2 separate regions of the Rattus norvegicus genome follow, and region 1 is linked to region 2. Evidence: chromatin contacts called from public HiChIP or PLAC-seq data. All regions are on one chromosome and are shown on one strand. Each heading gives the region's core, a stretch centred on a gene start, on an enhancer-like site or on the middle of the called end of the contact. The rest is flanking DNA. Distances are from core to core; before and after follow the strand shown. Region 1 has its middle 130 kb from the start of 1700020N01Rikl. Region 2 overlaps 1700020N01Rikl (RIKEN cDNA 1700020N01 gene like).

Region 1 (4,674 bases), core at 954-3,453, 190 kb after region 2:
CTTGCCTAAAGGCAATCTGATGGAGGTGGTTTCCCAACTGAGGTTCCTCTTACCAGATAACTGTAACTTGTGCCAAGTTGAAAAACAAACAAAACAAGACGAACAAATGAACAAACAAACCAACAAAAACAAAAAGAAACCCTAACTAGGACACCATCTCTCAGAATCCAAGAAGGAATCAAGGACCTTCCAATGCTTTAAGAGAGAGAGAGAGAGAGGCCAGATGTGTGCTGCAGAGAACCCATGGTATTTCAAAAGCATAACGAGTTCTTTCTGACACTAACGTAGGTCCTATTGGCACTGAAGGACCAAAGAAGGGTTGAAGACAGACGTAGGAAGCTAGCATCCTTACACATGCTGGTAGAAGTCCAGCAGCTCAGTCTCTGACAGACCAAGGGTGGTACTACAGACCATGTCTCCTCCTACTTCCAACGTTCATTTTGTGAAATACAGCTATGTGGTGACTAGCACTTATAACCGACCTGACTTGTAGCTTATGAGATTTGGATCCAGACCAGCCATAAACCCATGGCTCTTTCCCCAGGCCCCAGCAGCCAGTTGTTTAAAATTTTTTATTCTGACCCCTTTGATGGAAGGGAACGAGACCAGGAGGTAGGTTTCTTCTTTTCCCCAGATCTCCCTGCACCAGCCAAAACAATTGCTGTCACCTTAAAAGCCTAGCTTGAACACTCGGGAGAAGTGTTGCCAAGGACATACAGATTTCCTGGATCATTTTCAATTACTGAGGGGAAGGTGCCAGTTGTTAAAGAAAACTGAAAAATACCCACAAAGGCTGGGAGATCTTTTCATTCCCTGCTCTTTAGGTAATTTGTTCTGATTACAACTATTTCAAAAGACAAGATTACACACCAGGGAAGCGCGGAGATGAAGAAAGGGAAAACTGTCTCCTGCTGAGGCTGCATCAAGCTCAGCTCTGTGTTTGGCAGCAAAGGCCAAATTCTCTTTCCACACTAATGAAACCTTGTTAGCTGTGAACACTGGAGCCGGACTGCGCTAGCGAGAAGAGATGCTGGGCAGAGGGGAGAGGAGGGGGGAAAGAGGAGAGGAGGGGGAAAGAGGGGAGAGGAGGGGGAAAGAGGAGAGGGGTGGGGGCAGAGGGGAGAGGAGGGGGGAAAGAGGAGAGGGGGTGGGGGCAGAGGGGAGAGGGGAGAGGGGTGGGAGAATAAAGGAGAGGGGTAGAGGGGAGAGGGGAGAGTGGCATTTGGAGATTGTTGTTATTTTTAATCTTTCTTCTTAAAGAACAGTAACTCAAACATTTACTAAAAATAAAACTTTTACCATTACATGAGATGAAGAAAAAACGAAGTTGAAACTCAACCTCGCATGAACCAAGATTGCAAAGTGGTAGACTTAAATATTTGTGTTTTCAAACTTTCTCTACCCCATCTCGTATTCATGTTGCCAGTTTTCTTTAAATGTCTCCAAGTCACTCCTCCTACTGAGGTGGTATTTTCATGGTAGGCTAAGGGTGGGCATTTTGTTTATAACGGGTACCTGGTTCTTACAAATCCTGTAAGACGTAGCAGACAAACGACCTACCAGCGGCCAAGGGCAAAACAGCCTGTCTGTGCGTTGAACAGATCTGGGCTCCATAATGACCAGTACCAACAAGAGACAAGCATCCTTGGTCAGAAATGTACGCAGTAACATGATTGGCCCCGCCCCGGTATCCTTGCCTTGGCATAATAACCACAGCATGGAAAACATCTGGAGCAAGCCACTCTTCTTGGATCTCTGTTAAAGACGGAGGCAGGAAGCCCAGCTCACACCCGAGCTAGGTGACCATTTCTATCAGTGATTACAAGAGACTTAAAGCAAGAAGAACTCCTATGCAAAATTAAGTAATTTCACACCCGGAAGCCCAGGATCCAGCTGACCCACCGCCAAAAAGAAAGTTCTAGAGCTAGAAAGGTTTAAAAAAAAAAAAAAAGGCATGGTCACAGAACAAACAGCTTTTCCCTCTGGGGAAACATGCATAGATATGCGGCAAATTGTCTGTGAAGCCTCTAAAATTCTACATAGCTCTACACTCACTGAGCACGTAAATAGGTCTTACATGGGAATTGTGTAGGCAGCTCAGGAAGCATACCAGCGTCTACAAGCGTGCCATTGTTCATTTGATTCTTGCCCCTTGTGTTTTCTGTCCAATTATCTAACTGCGATTCGGTTGAGGAGTGGCACTCATGTGCAAGTGTCTGCTTGCTTGCTTATATAAAAAGGCAGAACGGGCCCAACCTTATCATTTTAAAGTTAAAAAAAAAAAAGTAATTGGAGAAGTTTTTCAGAATCGCCAGTACCAGGACTCTGTATTTTACAAGGGAGGCATCCAAGTGAAACTAAGGTGTCTTTCATCCTGGCCTTGCTACAGCCAAAGCTGGATCCCAGGAGGGAGCATTGACCCCAGCTGCAAGCTGTCGCGGGTGGGGATGGGAGTGCGACAGAAAGATTCACAGATGAAGAAACAGCGTCACCTAGTGGCAATTTATCACAGCGTCACCTAGTGGCAGTGAATCAGTCTCCAAGCCATCTTGGGATACAAAAACCCTCTCTTTCCTGTGCCCTAATTTTCTAAGACAACTAATATTTCAGAATGTTTTTCTCTTCCCTGGCTTTGCAAAGCTCAAGGATCTTCAAGTGGGATGCCACCCAAAAACCCCGTTGCCTAACGCAGTTCCCAGCCTCTGATGCCACTTTCCAGGGTCAACTCCGAAACTGTCTACCTCAAGGACAACTCCAATTCAGATATTGACTTCTGTATGCATCTGGCTTCAAGTGTCCAGCAAAATAACTCTTTTAGCTGTGATTTCAGGCCTTTTATCAGAGAGTGGTCAATTCAAGGCTATTTGTTGTGTGTGCAGCATCTAGATTCTGCTTTTGCTCAGATGCTTGACCCTGAGAGAGATTTTTTTTTTTCTCATTCCTCTTCCCTAGTCAGGTCTGACTTTGAAGCTAGTCCAGGCACTTCCCAGGATGGTGCCATGAGCAAACCTGCAGCTGTGACTTGGTCAAGTTCATTATTAACACAACTTTCTTGTTCTCAGGTGTTTACCACTCTCGCTATGTTTGAGAGGCCAGACTTGTTCACACATCAGGACCCTAACTTTGGTGATAGAAAAACAAAGCAAAATACGGAACAAAGAATGATCTTATTTGTTAAAGGCTCTGATATTATTGGTAAGCACAAAGAAAATGGGAAGTAGTATCTTGCTGAAGCTAGACAAAGATTGTCCAAAGAGGAGACACTTGATTTAACTTTCGAAGGTTGAGAGCCCCTTAGTTTTTTGGGGGGAGGGGAGTGAGGGGGGGTTATTGCTGTTATTGTTTTTAAGTATGTGCAGTATCCCCAGTCAGTTGGGGAACAGGAAGCCCAGAGTCAAGAGAATTCACTAAGAGTATTGTGTAGAACATCCACAATCTTCTGTCATCTTCTCAAAGTTCACCTGTACACACAAATGATCACCACAGTGGGCTTGTTGACTCTTGACCATCCCTCATGGAAGGTTGTTCAAGGATGGTCACAGGACCATCGCCCAAGTATCCAGCAACTCCTCCCAATTAGGCTCTAATTGCACAGGACATCAAGGAAGAGCTAGACGTTCATAGACTGGGAAGGGCTCCCATCTATAGCCAAGGGGGCTGTTACCATTCATGTTGGGTACAGATATCCCAGTGTGGGAGTTTGAAGGCTGTACACGATCTTGTCCACAAACTCCACTGTTCTGTCAGTAAGCCTAACAAATTCACAGATTACCCCAGAGTCGATTTGTGGTGGATTCATACCTCCCTGTGTCCTTTGGACCTTTGTGGGAAGGGTAGACATTGTTTATATCTCCCAAAGAGAAGAAATTTGAGAAGCACTGAGAAAGGAACAAGAGGCCAGGAAGAAGCCAGAAGGGAAATGAGACAGAAAAGCAATTTAAAACCACAGTAGGAAGATGCTGAGATGGTGTTCGGAAGAACTTGGCCTTAGTGTACAATTAGATTCCACCAAATTATGCACCACAGCAAAAAGACTCCAAGCAGGACTGCAGAAAACACAACACTTTACTCACCCTCACCCTTTAGAGCTACTTCTACCTCAAAATGGTCCCTTCATTTAATAGCCAGAAAAACAGGAGCCCCGAAGAAATTGTCAGGGTTGAGATGAGGACTTTGGGTACATCAGGTCCATTTATTTTTTTCTAATTAAGAATAGTTAGGTAAAACAGGAAATATTTTTAGAAGAGTTAAGTAATTTCAAGCCAGGAACTTCCTATTGTCACTCAGTTTTGTCCTTGTTTATCTGCTGAAAATACACTTGCATATTCACATTGTCCGCTGTAAAGTTCTGACTCTGTTGGCTTTGCAAAAGCCAACATTAGTGTCAAAGATAGTCAGTGGGCAACATTCAAATATAACTGTAAGAGGAGCTCAGTACAACTACAGTTATATTCGACAGGGTCGTCATGAAGCTCCTTATTTTGTATGCTAACTGAAGAATTAATTTAAATTTGTTTAATAAGACCACCATGACTAATCCTAACGGTGGTCTAGAAACCATTATTTCTTTGTAAATCAACACTGTCTTTCTGCAGTGCTCATACAATTAGAATATTTGCTCTCTAAAATCTTGACAAAAAGGACAGCTCTATCACTCCTGCTATGTCAAGTCTC
Region 2 (4,917 bases), core at 1,482-3,981:
GGTTTGTTTGTTTATGTCTGAGAAAAATCACAATACATTGTATGTATTATGAAACTATCAAAAATAAAACATAACAAGAAAAAAGAAAATTATAAAAACATCTTTGTGAATTCACATTGATTGTGGAATTCATTCCCTGCCATCCCTATACTTTAAGAAGACAGAACAGTTATAAGAAATACAATTATAGGTAGGAAGACAGGCTCAGTCTGGTAAAGTACTCGCCATGAAAGTGTGAGGATGGAAGATCAAATCCCCAACCCACAGAGAAGCCAGGCACAGTAGCACACAACAGTAATGCCATTGCTCTTAGGACAGGATGGGAGGTCAGACATTAGGATACCCAGAAGCCCATGGGTCATTGCGGCATTACTCGGCAGTGAACAACAAAGTGAGACCTTGTCCCAGATAGTTGAAAGGTAAGGACAGGCAACCAAGGCCATTCTCTGACCTGTGTGCATACACATCACACACATGACCTTACCCAGACATGTATATGTGATGTACACATATATCCACACATATCACAATGTAGCTCAGATGATGAGTGCTTTCTACAGATATCATAAACAAGGACTAGTCTCCTAAATTCCTAAGGAAATATCAAAGTCATGTTTTTTAGTCAGGTTGAGAGAAATTTATACTTTATTTAGTAAGGCTTTAGAATGCATTATCCTTGAAAATAGATCAATGTGACATATAAACAGATTTTAAAATAAAATAATAGATTCCTGAACAAGTTAGAGATACATTAAGAAGTTAGGGATGGCACCCTTGATTTTGGAGGTCATAGAAAATAATTATAATTTCCAGTCAACTACAATTACATTTAGGATTATAGGCCTTGGTGCTTCTATTAGAAAGTGAATATATACAAAATTATAAGGATGATTTGCCTGAGATGTTTTGAAGTACTTTCATATGGACTGTGGATGTAGTTTATTGGCAGGTTGTAGTGATAACTCTGGAATTCTGGTTTCTTTAAAAACCAGAGAAATATAAGAACGTGCTTTGGTTTTAATCTCAGATGTAGGGATGTGGGGCTGCTTCTGACTGCGGCAGCTGACTATGATTTGTCTTGCGTTCTAGCAGATGTGTGGTTTTGCCAGCTGCAGGTAGTTTTGCAATTATGTGACTTTGGAATTCTGTGAAATTTTCAGAGGTTATATAGATGCAACCACCACCACCACCACAACCACCACCACCACCACCCTCATCACCCCGCCCCTGGTGTTGGTGGTTGGTTGTCTTCTAGAGAGGCTGGTTGTAGTTTGTTTGTAACTGTGATCTAAGAAGAAACAAAAGGAAAGAAATTAGATTCTGGGATCTCTCTCCCTCTCTCCTATCCTTTCTCTCCATCGGAGTGACACATGGGGGCGGATAAAGGATAGGAAAAAGAAAAACCCACAATGAAGCAACTCCAGCTGTAGTAGGTCACTTGTCTAGTTTTTGTAAGGCCCTAGGCTTAACCCCAGTACTGGAGGAACGGTAACAGCCAGACTATGGACATTGGTGGGGTGTGCTGTGCTAACAATTCCAGCATTCACTGGTTGCTGGTGGTACATGCCTTTAATCTCAGCAGTCCAGAGGCAGAAGCCAGCCTGGTTTTGGTTTTCAGAGCAGGTTCCAGGAAAACCAGAGTTACACAGAGAAAACCCAAGTAGAGAAACCCTGTGTAGAAAAAACCAGAACCAAAAAACCAAACCAACCCCCATAACCAAACCAAACCAAACCAAACCAAATCCCAATAAGCCCAGTCTGGAAAAGGCTGAGCCAGGAGGATAGTGAACTCCGAGTTTGAGGTCAGCCTGCATTACACTGTGAGGTGAAACCCTACCACTGCTAACAGCAAGGCCCCATCTCCAGTGCAGAGGCTCCTAAAGTGAACAAGACCCTCAGTTTCTTCCTCAGCAGCAAAAAAATAAACATAGAAATAGCATACCCGGTAAAGGCTGGTGTGCAGTTTCTCCCATGGAAGAGAGCCTTACAGTCCTGGTACTCTTAGAGTTTCCAGGACCCTATGGGTCCTCTGATGGTACTGAAACTCCAAACAACACAAAACATTTTGAAACCACGTTAAGACTAAGCTGGTCATCTGCTTCTCCCCACCCCTCCTGTTTCCATGATTCCCCCATTGATTTCCTTTTCTCAGATTATTCCTCCAGGATTTGATACCAAAGCATGAAGTACAGAGTAAGATATTTCTTTGGCTTTTCGCTTTCCAACGTCGGGCGGAGTATCTGGGGTGGGGGTGGGGTGTTTAATGCAGAATGGAGCTCTTGCAATCCCCAGGATTCCACTGAGGACTTTTGACAGAGGGAAGGAGGAGAACTCAGGGGACTCAAGACACAGATGGCTGCAAACGACGCCTTCTGGGGCTTGTCTCGCAATAAAGGCAAAACCCCGGGGAAGGGTGATAGCCAGACCTCTTTAGGTCTGTGTACCTGAGAACGGAGGGGCCTGGCCTTCCTTTGTTTCCACCCAGGAATGGTGGATAGATACCAGCTCTGTGCAGAAGAGAAGGCCTAGGACTTCTTAGCTTGGGTTTGGATGGAACAACTGAGTCTGGGAAGGGCACAGTGCTGCCAGCTTAGAGATCTGCATCATCCACTTCCCCTTACCAGAAAGCAATACATCTCCCTTGTGCTTGAGTGCGATCTTAAAGGGAGCTGCCTTGGGTGGCATCACATGGTTGGTACAGACCAACCAGAAGTAGTTGCATGACCGCTGTGCCCCCTAGAGGGCCTTGGCCGTATCTGTTTGCTGAACGCATTGTGTTGAGGATGTGACTAGATCACCATTAGGGCTGGGACCATGAGGAAAATCCGGCAGACTTCAACATGTCTTTAGTGCTGACACTGAAAAGCCAGCAGGATTCAGGGAGTGCAGATGTCCAAAGATGACTTTCAGACCGAGATGCCACTGTTGCTCTCCAAGTTCTGGCTGGGGAAATTCCACACCCAACTTAGGACAACAAGGCTGAGAAAGGACGTAAAAATCAATTGCTAGATATGTAAGCTGCCGCTTCTCCACAAAGAATGCTTCGTGGGCTTAGCCCACTGTCTGCCCAAAGTAACATCTCAAAGAGTTGTCTCCTCTTTAGTAGTAGTGGTTTAATCATAACGGAGTAGAGGGAGGGTCTAGGAACGGCACAGACCTTCAGCCATGCGGAAGCTTCTGCATTCCAAGTCTTAACTCCCCACTCTCAGTTGGAAAACTTTCCATGTGTTTGGGGCTAATGAGCTACAGTGCTCCGTAATACATTTGTAACGACATCTCATGGTTTACTTGATTTTATTTAACTTGTTTTGAAAATGAAAGCTGCAGGTGGGCACACATGTGCTTTTTGTTACGGTCGTTCTTTCTATGATTCGAGAAGTCGAGACTGAGAATTATATGTTTCAGCCTTTTTGTTCATGATAGTGGCTTTATTCTGTGCACAGGGAACAAGGTTTGGCTCACAATAAAGCAAGCCCGCGAGAGAGAACACTTTAAGACAGACTTGCATTGTACTTTGCAGTAGAGTACAAATAAAGACACCAACAGAAGCCATTCAAACTCCTGTTCAAGTATTTTCTAAATTATTGGTCTCTCTGCAAGAACATTTTCCTCTGATATAAACAGTGCCCATGAATAGGATGAGTGTTTGAACAGAACAAAAGTACCAGGTTTCTTCCTGTTACCCAAACAGCCATAAACACCAATGGTACAGCACCCTACCCAGCAACTCACATCTCACAATGGGGCTCATGCAGCGGGGCTGAGACATTCAGTTCTCGGCTAACACGAGTGTCCAGTCCCAGCTGGGGAGACACCAACAGCCAAAATGAACAGTTGCAAAAAAAAAAAAAAAAGCCATTGAAGGGAAAGGGAGAGGCTTCCTGACCCTCCGAAGCCACCGTTGAATGCAACAGAACTACATCTGGATGAGAGGATGAATCATGTCATTGTCTTAGTAGCTGAGCACACAGGTTTTCCTATCCTTCTTGCTTCTGCAAGCTATTCCCAAAGATGCTGTCTTACTGATTTATTTTATCAGGGCTGCTTGTAGCTATACATGTCAGTGTCGATGTGGGAGTAAAACTACACACACACACACACACACACACACACACACACACACACACCTAAAGAAAGGCTACAAACAAAAACAGAAAATGCTAAGTAATTCTGAAACAGTAGAAAAAGCAGAAATTATTCCTCTAATGTTTAAGTGAGAAGGGTTGAGCATAGATTTAAAACTATAATACACATGGAGGCTTAACCACAGAAGGCTTTGTGAGTGAGATGCATGACGGGTGTGTCTGGTTCCTGATTGATGGTGGCTATCGCCTCTTTTTGACTACAATTCATGAAAAGAAATTTATTTTCTGTTGAGATCTAGTGCTTGATTTAATTGGGCAAAACCCAAAAGATTCACAAAATAATTACTGAATAACCTGTTCGTTCCCTTCCTGCTCAGGCTGTCAGTGTGCTGGCTGTTACATTTTCCTTCACAGAAAGAACACTACAAGGACATAGTTGGTGATGCTCAAGCCACAGGCATTTTAAAGTGACATAAGTGAAATATCCAAGTGCCCCACCCCAACCCTAGCCTTGGCTATCCCTCCTATCAGAATCGAAATTCCTCTGTAGCTGACAATTTTATTTCTGGGCTTTTCTAGGTGTAGAGCCTACCACACCATATAAATGACTACTAGCTTTCTTATGAGCCACCCCCCCCAATCTGTCTATTTCTACTTTCTATTTTAAGTGATAAGACTTCTATCAGCACATCTTGGTTTCAGGATACTCCTTACCACACAAGGTAGACTGGAACACTAACCTTTTGTCTCAAAGACCAAATCTAGGCTTTGCTATACATATCTAGAAGGGTATTTTTCTTATGGTTTAAAATCATATTAACATTTGGCCTGC

The links. HiChIP or PLAC-seq counts read pairs in DNA pulled down with a chosen protein or histone mark.
Region 1: an H3K27ac HiChIP or PLAC-seq map of oligodendrocytes shows a contact between it and region 2, with 12 times the contacts expected there. The contact joins two enhancer-like sites. A contact is called at or near these places in 1 of 12 Hi-C or Micro-C datasets (frontal cortex) and 1 of 1 datasets of contacts at active chromatin or transcription factors (oligodendrocytes).

What each region holds. Positions count from the first base shown.
Region 1 is chr1:25,342,663-25,347,336 of GRCr8, forward strand. No RefSeq gene overlaps it. Among named protein-coding and RNA genes, the nearest start is that of 1700020N01Rikl, 130 kb to the left of the region's middle. Within about 2 kb of position 2,204, at least 14 of the 93 cell types and tissues checked have an H3K27ac peak or open chromatin away from gene starts, as enhancers often do.
Region 2 is chr1:25,154,745-25,159,661 of GRCr8, forward strand. All of the region lies in intron 2 of 1700020N01Rikl (RIKEN cDNA 1700020N01 gene like), which reads right to left. Among named protein-coding and RNA genes, the nearest start is that of 1700020N01Rikl, 57 kb to the right of the region's middle. Within about 2 kb of position 2,732, at least 42 of the 93 cell types and tissues checked have an H3K27ac peak or open chromatin away from gene starts, as enhancers often do.